3 separate regions of the Mus musculus genome follow, and regions 2 and 3 are each linked to region 1. Evidence: chromatin contacts called from public Hi-C and targeted proximity ligation data. All regions are on one chromosome and are shown on one strand. The core of a region is the stretch at or near the end of the contact, and the rest is flanking DNA. Distances in the headings are between cores, read along the strand shown. Region 1 holds the start of Psat1 (phosphoserine aminotransferase 1). Region 2 has its middle 87 kb from the start of Psat1. Region 3 has its middle 120 kb from the start of Gm24319.

What was found. A called contact is a pair of places that touch in the nucleus more often than the background predicts.
Region 2: a contact with region 1 is called in a Hi-C map of the G1E-ER4 cell line, with 2.5 times the contacts expected there. A contact is called at or near these places in 5 of 484 Hi-C or Micro-C datasets (the G1E-ER4 cell line, centroblasts, macrophages and 1 more), 1 of 130 datasets of targeted methods (epiblast stem cells) and 3 of 9 other capture datasets (adipose tissue, liver and pancreatic islet).
Region 3: a targeted proximity ligation map of pro-B cells shows a contact between it and region 1, with 2.1 times the contacts expected there. A contact is called at or near these places in 2 of 484 Hi-C or Micro-C datasets (Sertoli cells and pre-pro-B cells), 3 of 130 datasets of targeted methods (the 230-238 cell line, astrocytes and pro-B cells) and 1 of 9 other capture datasets (pancreatic islet).

The regions. Positions count from the first base shown.
Region 1 is chr19:15,922,598-15,926,930 of GRCm38.p6, forward strand. It overlaps Psat1 (phosphoserine aminotransferase 1), which reads right to left and starts at 2,462. Exons shown (of 9, transcript NM_177420.2): 1 at 2,267-2,462. The coding sequence starts at 2,326.
Region 2 is chr19:15,836,540-15,840,475 of GRCm38.p6, forward strand. No RefSeq gene overlaps it. Among named protein-coding and RNA genes, the nearest start is that of Psat1, 87 kb to the right of the region's middle.
Region 3 is chr19:15,799,400-15,803,420 of GRCm38.p6, forward strand. No RefSeq gene overlaps it. Among named protein-coding and RNA genes, the nearest start is that of Gm24319, 120 kb to the left of the region's middle.

The DNA of each region.
Region 1 (4,333 bases), core at 1,212-3,711:
AATTAGTAACAGGTCAGCCAGGGTTATATAATGAGACCTTATCTCAAACAAACAAGAAGAGATACCATTTAAGAACTGTCGTAGATAGGAGTTCGGTAACTTAAACCTGTAGAAGACTGACAAGGGTACAAATCCTATCCTGCTAATCTAGCTTAAAAAGAGAGAGAGGTAGAGAGAAAGAGAGAACAAGATATCATTAAATTTTATGTTGAAACTGCACTGGCCATGTGTGTGTGTAATATATGTTTATCTCAATATGTATGTGTATATATATATATAGTGTGTGTGTATATATATACAATTTGAGTAAATTTTAGTTTATACATTCATATTCTAAAAGAAACACCTGCAACAAAAACAGAATCTTAGTTTTTTATATATGTAGGAGTATGATACACACACACACACACATATATATAAATCAAAAACATTCAAGTTAAATTTCAGTGAACACATCCCTATTAAAAGAAGCACCTGGGACAGAGTCTTGGGTTTTGTGCGTTCAACAGGATTAAACAGGACCTGCCTCAGCAAACAGCAAGCAGGAGCTCTACCAGATCCCGTCCCCCTACTATCTGAAACCATCTTTGAACTTATTTTCAGTCTTTTTTTTAATTTATCTTAGTATTCATTTATTTGTACATCTACCCTCTGAAGCCAGAAGACCTCCGATACCCTGGAGCTTAAGATTTACAAGAGGTTTACTCCAGCAGTGAATTTTTCCAAGTGCCTTCCTTTAAATGATGGCCGGAGAAGTCATGGAAGAGATGGCTCAGCTGGGACAAGCACAGACTGCTCTTCCAGGAGTTGCAGTTGGAGCTCCAGAGCCCACATCAGCTAGCTCACAACCACCTCTAAGTCACTTCCTCAGGCACTTGACCCATGCGCGTACACACACCCACACACAGACACACCCATACATGAATTTTGAAAGCTTCGAAACTAAATCAAGAAGGCTTACTACATTGAAGTTAATCGCACATGCCTGTAATTCCTACATGCTGACTATTTTTGTCAACTTGACACTGTGGGCGGTGCCACCCCCGGGCTGGTGATCCTGAGTGCTATAAAGACTGAGAAAGCCACGGAGAGCAGGCCAGAAAGCAGCGCCCCTCCATGGCCTCTGCGTCAGCTCCTGCCTCCAGGTCCCTGTCCTCATTGCTTTTGATAATGAACTGTTATAGGGAACTGTGAGTGAAATAAACCCTTCCTTCCACTAGTTGCTTTTGGCCACAGTGTTTCATCACAGCAATAGTAACCCTAAGTAAGACACTGCTCTCTTGGGAGGTGGAGGCAGGAATAGTTCAAAACCAGCGTGCGGTACAAAGTAAATTCTAGGCTAGCCTGTACTGAGAGACACTGCCTTACCTAACCTGGCAAAAACAAAACAAAACAAACAAACAAACAAACAAACAAAAAACCCAGAGCTTTCCAAAACAGAGAGGGATGGGGGTGGGGGAGATCTCCCAGAAGGTCCCACAGTTCTACCAAAGACCGTCATGTAAGATGAACTGCAATGGCTGCAGAAAAAGCCCTGTTCTCAGCTTGTGTCGCTGTCCCTACAAAAGAAAGGCGTCTTTCCCTCTCTCACACTATCCTGTTTCTACCCCAACAGAGACCGTGGTGTCCCGGGGAGATCGCCAGGGTTCAACAAAAGATAATTGTACAATTCTTGGCCATGCCTGCGAGCTGTGGCAAGCGGTTACCAGATAGCAGCTTGGACAGCTGGTCCATGGGCTCCCGGCCACGAGAGGCATCTCATTCCGCACAGCTGGGGTGCGGGAGGAACCCGTGCAGGATGGGACGGGATGACACACCGATCAAGTGAATGGAACTTGGCCAAACAGACCAAAGCCTTTCAGAGTCTGAGGAGACAGGCAGGTTTCCAGGAGAAAGGCTTAAGGGCTGGGTGGGTTCGGTGGAGGCGAAGAGGGAGAAGCCGGCAGCTTTCAATTTCCGAGTTCTGAGGACTATGCTCCCAGCGCCCGGAGCTTAGCCTGCGCTCCCCGGAAGGAAACGTGCCGCCCCGACCGCCCATTCATTCACACTCCTACGCTCGCCTGTGCACGCGGGAGCCGCAGAGGCCACGCCACCAGGAGGCCGGCTGGAAGTGAACGCCCGCGTCTGTGCACAGGAGCGCATTTCGGCCTCAGCAACTATCTCTCCACGGCGGCATCCCTGCTCACCGCTGTCTGTATCTCAACACCCGCATCCCGACGCCCCACATCCCGATGCCCGCACTCCGACCAAACCCCAGCCACCTTACCGAGTGTGGCAGCTTGGCAGGCCCGGGCCCAAAGTTAACCACTTGCTTGGTGGCTTCCATGGTGCTAAGGCGACAGCAGGGGAAGTGGCAGGAGCAGAGACCACGCGAACAGCCCGCGTCTCCGGATGCAAAGGCAGAGCGGGCTTCAGCCTGCTGAGTCGGCGCTCCATTGGTTCGCTGTCTCAGGCCGCTCACTGATTGGCTCTCGCTCAGAAGCTCCCCTCCCTATTGGCCACGCTCACTATCGGAGTCTACGATCAATCAACTCCTCCTGGAGTTTAGAATTTCAATCGGCTTTAGCGGTCAACGCAAGAGAGCAGGGGATTGCACCAGCCACCCGCGTGGCGAGGTGCCTTCTGCCTTCGCGCACCTCTGGGCGCAGAGTCCCCTGCCCTGGCCTCTGAACAACTTCGAGGTGGCGCGCAAACCCATTGCTCCTGGCCCACCTCCAGCTGAGCTGGGCTATGCTGCATTTGTCCCAGAGCCAGTCCCCACTGTTCACCGGACTTTCCTAAGACCCTCACAGACACTCCGACGTAGAGACAGGACACTCAAAGAAGGAGGTGCAGCGTGTAGAAATGGTTGAAGAGTGCGGTCATAGGATTGTGACCTGGTGCACCTGATAATCCCAGCAGGGTAAATCAGGAGGATAGCTACGTGGAGGCCAGCCACACTACGTGGAGGGTCCCTGTCTCAAAAATCACATACGAAGCCTTTGTATTTGCACTTGCGCTCTAGCTCACTGCCCCACGGGTGGCTACGAACTTTGGGGGCAGCCCCACCCCACCCCTACCGCCACCCCCACCCTCATCGCGGACAGCCTCTTTCAAGTCGCTGAGTCTCTGTTCTCTCATTATCTCTTTCATGAACTGAGGAGCAGGAACCTGAATGTTGGCTCTTGTGCAGGAGGTCCTCAAGTTGTGAGGAGGTATTAACGGGAGCACAATATAGTCAGGGCCGGAGGAATGTGGCCCTGAGCCGAGCTGGGCACAGTGCCACATCTGTTCAAACTTTTCCACACAAGTTCCCTTTTCAAAGGAGTTGTGCTGGAGGCTCGCTTGAGATTCTGGAACAAGAAGGCCCCTTCTATGCTAGGGTAGTTCTTTTGAAGTCCAGAACATTTTAAAAGCATTTTTCCCTCTACTTTGCAGTTTCACCCAGATTCCTTTACTATGAAAACATTTTCCCAAGTTCTTTTGTACAATGGATGGCAGGAATAGGCACCGTGCCTACTGAGCGTTAATGCTGATCTCCGCATCTGTGGCCTCAGTTTGACAGGCGTGCAATTCAGCCTTTGAGCATTTGGGCTCTTGTTTGTTTCCCATAACCTGTAGAAGGGGTGTGGCTGTGAACAGAAACACTGCTTTGAGTCTGGGAGTAGTAGAGCAAAATTGTTAGAAAAGGCCGAATAAAGCCAGGTCCACGGCCTTCTTCAGCACCTTAGTTTAAAAACTTACATAGCTGGAGATAGGCGGTGTCTTACTGGGGAGGTAGAAGTAGAGGTAAGCCTTAAGTTCAAGGCCAGCCTGATCTACAGAGCAAATTCCAGGACAGCCAGGACTATACAAAGGAACTTGGTAAACTTTATTCACCTGATTTAACTGTTGTCTGGAGCTTAACTTAGGCCTAGTCCTGGAAGCTTCTGGCCTCTGTATAATCTAATCTAGACCCATAAAATTTTCAGCCTCTGAGATTTACTGCTCAATACGCTCACATTTTCTGGCTCTTTCCAAATTCTTGTTGGCTGGTTCAACTCCGCTGTTCTGGCTCAAAACTCCTCTTCAAGCCAGGTGATTCTATCTTGTTTCTTTCTCAAGCTCTCCTGAAATTCTCTGCTTGGCCTCATACTAACTTGGCAACCTACTCTAATCTCCTGGCTCCTCGTTCCCTGGCTTGTTCTGTCTTTACCTGTATCTAGCTTGTTTTCTCTTCAACCTGTCACTGTACAACTGTCCCAATAAGACTGCCTCCTTTCTCTCTCCCTCCCAGTCCCTCTCCTCTCCTCTCCTCTCCTCTCCTCTCCTCTCCTCTCCTCTCCTCTCCTCTCCTCTCCTCTCCTCTCCTCTC
Region 2 (3,936 bases), core at 7-2,506, 87 kb before region 1:
ACATAATTAGAAAACAAATGACAGATTAGTTTAATAATATTCATTAGCAACTAATGAAACTGACAGTGTTTCCTATTGAAAGCAACTTGGGCTGTTAGTTGATTTTAAGCAAATTATGCTCCTCCCTGTCCATGCTCCCTTTCCGCCTCCCGCCTCCCCCAACATCTCCCTTCTCCCTCCTCCCCATATGCCTTTCAGCTAAATGAGAGGCTAGAGGTAAAGAGCAGGAGAGGATTGTAAGTGGGTCATAAAATAGGGCATAAAGGGTGAGATGGTTGAGGGGAACAAAAGGAGACATGATCAGAAAGCGAGGGAGGGAAGAGGCTGGGGGAGGGGGTGTCCATAGAGGAGGGGAAGAGGAGCGACCCATGCTTCCCCTGTGGTCTTCAAACAAGCAGCTGCTGTCAAAAACAAACTTCCACTTGTCACAGCCAGGAAATGGTTAACAGGAAAAAAATCAATGCTTCCTTTCAGGCATTGTTGTTCTTTTTCCCTTTAAAAAAAAAAATCTCCCCAGCAAGAATTTTTAACGATATGCAGAAATCATAGCTGTCTTGCTGAATTGGTGTAGGACTGACCCCCCTTGACAGTTCTTAAATTATTCAGCTATCAAGGGCCTGCTAAACATTAAATTAAGCATCCTCTCTCCCCTGTCCTAAACCATTAAGTTATGCAAATGCACAGATAATGGGGCATATGACAGCTGGAGGCATTAATCACGCAGCTCTGTCTCTGGGCCGTTGTTATGTGGAAACTGCATCTGCCAACAGACGGAACAGCCACAATTAGATCTCTTAATGGAACGGGGAGCCACTACCTGGTCCTCCACGCAGCTCAGGTTGTAGACCTGGGAGTGAATGAGGCCCTTGAGAGAGCTTGTGAGCTCATCTTTTCTCTGCCCCTCCCCCCTCCTTAATACCTGCTCCTCCAATTGAAATGAAAAATTACCTGTAATTGTTATCATTTGCAAACAAAACCTGTCAGAAGATGAACCTGCTGTTTACAGCGGATGTTTTTGTTGCTCCCTGGGAAGGTTCTTTGGGGAATTTCCTTCATTTGTTTTTTTGTTTTTTGGTTTTGGGTTTGTTTTTTTTTTTAAAAACTAAGTCTGTCTTTGAAGATGTAAAGATGTGGGCACTGCAGAGTGGGAAGTAACCACTGTCCCCTGAGAGCCTCCAAAGTGCCCCCATCAAAGAGGGGACAGACTACCCTGAAAAACTGCCAGAAACACTCCCCTGCTTATCTGCAGATGCTTGTCAAAGAAAGCCCAACTGCTCTCCCAAGCTCCCCCACAGGAAGTCATGAATGAGAAGATAATGGAGACAGCTCATTATCTGCCAAGGAACTTTCACCTCCTTTGAGATTTATGACTTAACACACTCAATTTACAGCTGGTGGGGGTGTTAAGTCCAAGTTGTTAAGCATGGCTGAGAAGGCCAACTGTTTTGTCTTCTCTTTTGCATATTACTCTATTATAAGAACAGGAGTTTGAGAGTTCCTGATCAGCTGACAGTTGTCATGCACACAGGACTTCAGTTGGCCCAACATCACTTTCCTAATGGCTTCCTGGCAAAAGGACTCTTTCTGCACGGTATTTACACTGGAGGCTGAAGTTGGAGGCCATGCAAGACTATTACCCTCTCCACACCTCAAACAGCAGTGCAACAATTTCATGTCCTGACATTTTTTGTTATGAAAAGTTATGTTCTTTGAAACCATTTTTTGTTTGTTTATTTGTTTGTTTTGTTTTGTTTTGTTTTTGTTTTTGTTTTTGGAAACCATTGTTCTCAAATGAAGTCTCAGGACTATTCCCACTGGGTCCCTGGCAACATCTGTTCCATCAAACATCTGCCCTTCTTAAAATCGGGAGCAACTGTAGAGCTAACAATGAACCGAACCGTGTTTTCCCCTTCCCTTGAAAAGGCTCCAGTGCTTTCAGAAAGTCTGCATATATTTATGAGCAAGAACCGGGGGCTGCCAAGGGGACTGTGACAGTAGCCAGCAGCAGAAGCCAGCCGGTCCTGCTTCCCCTAGAGCTCACAATAGCCACTCTTTCAGACCAATTACCTCTAAGCAGGGCCAGTACCCCTCCAGCACAGGCCTCACCCCTGACCTTGAAAATACCTGGCTTATGCAAAGAAGAATTCAGGCCAGCTCTTGAGAATCTCTGATTACTACTGAGGGGGGAACTCACCCAAAGACTTAACCTGGAAAGACTCAGGATTGTCACCTTCAGCATCTATAACAGTTTTTGTCTGTTAAGCCTTCTGGCCCTGGCATGCTTCCTTTTCCCAAATTTCCAAGCAATTCTTCTTCCTAAGAACCTTCTGGAAACTGGAAAAATAATCACAAGCTGGCCTGCATGTCTGATCCTTCAGATCCCATGTGGAGTGTGGTCCACATGGCTACAGGACTGGCTCCAGGGTTGTGTGTTACTGTTTTTCTAAACCATCTCGCCAACATAACAAAACGACCCAAATGCAAGTCTGCTTGGTGTTTCTGCATTTGATAGTTGTAGGGAGACGATGAGCCCCACAGGTAGTGCAAATGGAACCTACCATCAATGTTGAACCTGACCAAGAACACATAGACCAAGAATCAGTAGTGCATTAGCCTGGAGGTGGTGGCACATGCCTTCAATCCCAGCACTAGGGAGGCAGATGCAAGTGGATCTCTGAGTTCAAGGCCAGTCTGGTCTATAGAGTGAGTTCCAAGAGAGCCAGGGCTACACAGATCTTTCCATGGAAGAGGTGGAAGGAGATACTTTTGCTCTTTCAAATCCTACCTGCAAAAGCACAGAGAGATTAGCATTCTCCCTGCAAAGATTCACAATTGCCTTTTGCTCCACTGTTGGGAGCCGCGCCCACATTCGCCGTTACAAGATGGCGCTGACAGCTGTGTTCTAAGTGGTAAACAAATAATCTGCGCATGTGCCAAGGGTATCTTATGACTACTTGTGCTCTGCCTTCCCCGTGACGTCAACTCGGCCGATGGGCTGCAGCCAATCAGGGAGTGACACGTCCGAGGCGAAGGAGAATGCTCCTTAAGAGGGACGGGGTTTCGTTTCTCTCTCTCTCTTGCTTCTTGCTCTCTTGCTTCTTGCTCTCTTGCTTCTTGCTCTCTTGCTTCTTGCTCTCTTGCTTCTTGCTCTCTTGCTTCCTGCACCCTGGCTCCTGAAGATGTAAGAAATAAAGCTTTGCCGCAGAAGATTCTGGTCTGTGGTGTTCTTCCTGGCCGGTCGTGAAAACGCGTCTAATAACAATTGGTGCCGAATTCCGGGACGAGAAAAAACTCGGGACTGGCGCAAGGAAGATCCCTCATTCCAGAACCAGAACTGCGGGTCGCGGTAATAAAGGTTCCCGTAAAGCAGACTGTTAAGAAGGATTCAACTGTATGAATTCAGAACTTTTCAGCTGGGGAACGAGAGTACCAGTGAGTACAGCTTTACGAGGTAAGTCTGATCTTGAACTTTCTAACGAAATTCAAGACAGTCTATCAGAAGTAAAGTGGAATATGTTTGGCCTTGAATTTTTTCTGGTGTTAGGAGCCCTTTTGTTCCTTTTCACATGTTATCAAGTGGTTAAGATAGGGAGGATTCTAGAGGAAATTCAGGACAAGCTATCAGAAGTAAAGTGGGGAGAGAGAGTAGGAACAAAGAGGAAATATGGTACACAAAATAAGCATACAGGCCTTTCCACGGGTCTTGAACCCGAGGAAAAGTTAAGGTTAGGTAGGAATACCTGGAGAGAGATTAGAAGAAAAAGAGGAAAAAGGGAAAAGAAGAAAGATCAATTAGCGGAGGTCTCTAGGAAAAGGAGCCTGTGCTCATCGCTGGATGGGCTCGGGGAGCCAGCTCTTAGTAGCTCTGAAGCAGGTGAAGAATCCTCCTCTGAGGAAACAGACTGGGAGGAAGAAGCAGCCCATTACCAGCCAGCT
Region 3 (4,021 bases), core at 1,377-3,876, 120 kb before region 1:
AAGGAAGGAAGGAAGGAAGGAAGGAAGGAAGGGAGGAAGGAAGGAGGGAAGGAGGGAAGGAAGGAAGGAAGGAAGGAAGGAAGGAAGGAAGGAAGGAAGGAAGGAAGGAAGGAAGGGAGGAAGGAAGGAAGGAAGGAGGGAAGGAGGGAAGGAAGGAAGGAAGGAAGGAAGGAAGGAAGGAAGGAAGGAAGGGAGGAAGGGAGGAAGGGAGGAAGGGAGGAGGGAAGGAGGGAAGGAGGGAAGGAGGGAAGGAAGGAAGGAAGGAAGGAAAGGAGGGAGGAAGGAAGGAAGGAAGGAAGGAAGGAAGGAAGGAAGGGAGGGAGGAAGGAAGGAGGGAAGGAGGGAAGGAGGGAAGGAAGGAAGGAAGGAAGGAGGGAAGGAAGGAAGGAAGGAAGGAAGGAAGGAAGGAAGGAAGGAAGGGAGGGAGGAAGGAAGGAAGGAGGGAAGGAGGGAAGGAAGGAAGGAAGGAAGGAAGGAAGGAAGGAAGGAAGGAGGGAAGGAAGGAAGGAAGGAAGGAGCAATAATAGAAGGGTTCTGTTGGCATCAGCTATTTGCACTGTCTGACATCCATTCAACACTCTCTTGACTAAACAGCTGTGCCCAGTGGGCACAACCCAGGGTTGACATTTTATTGGCTTATTTCAAGAGGCAGAAAGCTGTGATTCTATATAGCCATTGTCACCTTCTCTTCTCTGAGCACAGGGCCAGCTTCAATAGCAGCTCACCCACCTGGTCAAGTGAGACATGGTTGTCCTTCATGGCATTGGCTGCCACACAGTAGGAGAAATAGCCACTAACAGTCATAGCACAGGTCCTCCCTCTTCAGTAGCTCAACTGATTTTTCTTGAGTTTATTTAAGCATATTTTTTTCTAAAGCTATTGTAAAAGTCCTAGTCTGATTCTAGTTTGACCAATTTAGGTCAAATACTTCTTTAGGAAGAAATAGCATCATGGGGCAGAATATACAGTGTTTCGTTACACTTAAATTCCAGATAGACAACAGGTTTGTGTGTGTGTGTATGTGTGTGTGTGTGTGTTCCATATAATATCTCAGATACACTTTAATAAAAGAACATAATCGTTTATCTAAAATTCAAAGTTAACTGGGTCTCCTTTCGGTTTTATGGCTGTTGCTTTGCTAATTTGAGCAAGACCCTCCATCAGGAGCCCAAAATAGGTGGAAATATAAAGATTTTTATTACATCTGGATAACATGTCCACCACCCCAGCACAGAAGACCAAAGTCCACCTCACTAAAGACACATGTCCCCTGAGGAAAACCAGGTACAAGTCTAGAAGACGAAGGACAGACATTGATCAGCCAAACACAGCAGATCTGTCCAAAATCGAAGTGGGTGTGGCTATGGAAAAGGAGCGTGTGGTTTCAAAGGTTTTCAGGGGCGGGGCTGGGGGGGGAGGGGTGATGTGGGCCAGCTGAGGGGGGGGGGAAGAAAATTGTGCAGGCTCCTTCTCAATCTCCTAAGGTTGTGTTTTTAGCCGTACACATTTGCCAGATTGCTTGAAAAAAGGCAACAGCTGTGGGAACTGACAGTTTACAGTTGGGATAAATCGCATTAGTGAAGTATTTCAATTAGAGTGATATCGAACTAAAAAACCAAAGTCATCCCTGAACAAATAAATTAGCACTTCAGTTCGTGAAGTGGAAGATTTCAACAGCGCCTACCTGCCCATTGTTGTGCTGATAGTTCCTGATACTGCCCTTGTAGGGATGGCGCATATGTCCTGCTAGAGAAGGACAATTAGTCAGGATCAGTCTATAACTAGGTATTTGTTTCATTCCTGACCAACAGCCAAATTTGGTCTCAGATCAGCCTGAAATGTCCCTAATGGTGCATCAGAGAGCCTTCCTGCGGGGTCCTGGTACAGCCCACCAGCAGGTCAGCCAGACGACACAGGGCTGGACTCTCTTTCCCAAGCTAATTCATCTACACCGGTAGCACTTTAAAAATCAACTCAGAGACCGGTCTTGCAGCAGATGCTTTTTCCGCCTGCAGAAGATGAATGTGAAGAACCACAGCTCCCTTGTTCTCTCAGGGTCGGGGCCAGCTCAGCCCACAGACTGCAGGCAGCCAGGGGCTCTACAAAAGCCTTCTGTTCGCCTGGCCTCCTTTTCCTTCCCACCCATTCTCCTCCTCCAACATCACACCCGGTTCTCCCAACTCCCCACCCCAGCCTGAGTCGCAGCAGAAATTTTTCCTCTGCTAGCTAGTGATTCCGGCTAATTAGGTGGCTGCTTTCATTTACTTCAGCAGTTGGAAGAGGGGCTAAAATAGCATTGCCCCTATTCGTGTTGGAAAAATAAATCATGCCCATTGTTACTCAAGATCTTCCTCTCCCCCTCCTTCTCCCGCTCCTTCTCCCCCCCTCCCCCCCCCCCCCGCCCCCCAATCAAGCAAATTAGCAGCTTGGTTCGTTTTCCTGGCATTCACTCCAGGGCAGCCAGCAGCACCCCGGAATGTGGCTTGAAGGTGTGTGGTCAGTACAATTGTTTGGAGCTGTTTGTGCCAACAATGGGAGGAAATGCCTGTCTTCCAGAGGACACCGAGTGGCACTTGTCTTCCTTAGCTTAAGGAGGTCTTACCAGCTGCTGCCAAGCCTGGCTTCTCAGGAAGAGATACACCGCCATCTATTGGTCACGGAGGTTAACGGCAATGCCTTTCTCTCCCATATTTGCTCGAGGCCACTAAAGGACAGACAACAAAGCTTCTAGTAAGTTCTAAAAATAAGCTGATTCTTTGTACCTCGGAGTAAGACGGCGTTTTCCTCTAAGGTTGCAACTCTAAGTGCAGTGCAGCGCGTGACTAATACTTCCGCTGTGGGGCGCTTTCCGTGATGCTGGTTTCCAGGTCTCAGGATGGTTGGCTGGCATTGTCTGAAAGAGCTTGAGGCTCACCACTTCTCCATCCGACCTCAACTATCTTGGGTATCAGCACTTCTGGGTAATGGTTCTTACGCTGTAAACCTTCATATCATCCTTCTCCCACCCAAAACAAGCCCAGTTTCTAAGACTGCAAGATGGGGAGGGGCATTCAAAAGCTTCCTGCATTCAGAGACACTTGTCTGTGCACTGAGGATCAAATGCCAAGTCTTTTTGCATCCTGGATCCTGAAACAAGCAACTCCCCTATTCCTGACAACAAATGCTTCGGCTGCCTTTTATTTCATTCTGTTCTACATACATGAAGGACATGATTGCCTCCCTGGTTTCCAGTTTTAAAAAAATCCTGATTTGATTAGCGTTTGTGTAGAGATGGACGATCATATACAACCAGTCCATCGCAATATGTTGGGTTTGGTTTGTGACTCTCAATCAGGGTGACTGGCATGACATCCAAGAGTCTTTGTTATCATATTGGAACATTTTGGATTGACACAACTTGACAAGGTGTTGAGCGTTCTACAGCATTCAGGAGAGACCCACCACTAACACACACAGCAGAGAGTTATCCAGCCCAAACTGTCAATAGCACAGATGCACTAGGAGTCTGGTTTAGAAAAGGGGGAGGGGGAGGGAGGGGGAGGGAGAGGGAGAGGGAGAGGGAGAGGGAGAGGGAGAGGGAGAGGGAGAGAGAGAGAGAGAGAGAGAGAGAGAGAGAGAGAGAGAGAGAGAGATCGCCCTCTGGTAATGGGGTTATGATAACATTGATTGTTCTCAAATGAGCCACACCGCAGAGACAGAGGATAATTCTCCTTCTCCCAAGTCAGTATTTACTGCCTTTTTTTCTTCTTTAGCTCTTCCATTTTAAACATAATTTAGCTGTCTTTTTCCCCCCTTCTGCTGCTGGGAAGAGAAAGGGTTGGAGGGGGAGGGGAAGGCAAAAAGAAAAGGAGGATTAGAGGCTTGACCTGTTTCTCGGGAAGAGATGCCACATCCCTCTCTCAGATGTGCTTCGTGACCAGGCAGGGTACAATTAAAAGCACAATAATTTGCTTGTTATTCAAGTCAGGCATTAGTCCGGGTAATGGCGTGCTTGGTGGAGAGATGGATTTCCTTGTTAGGC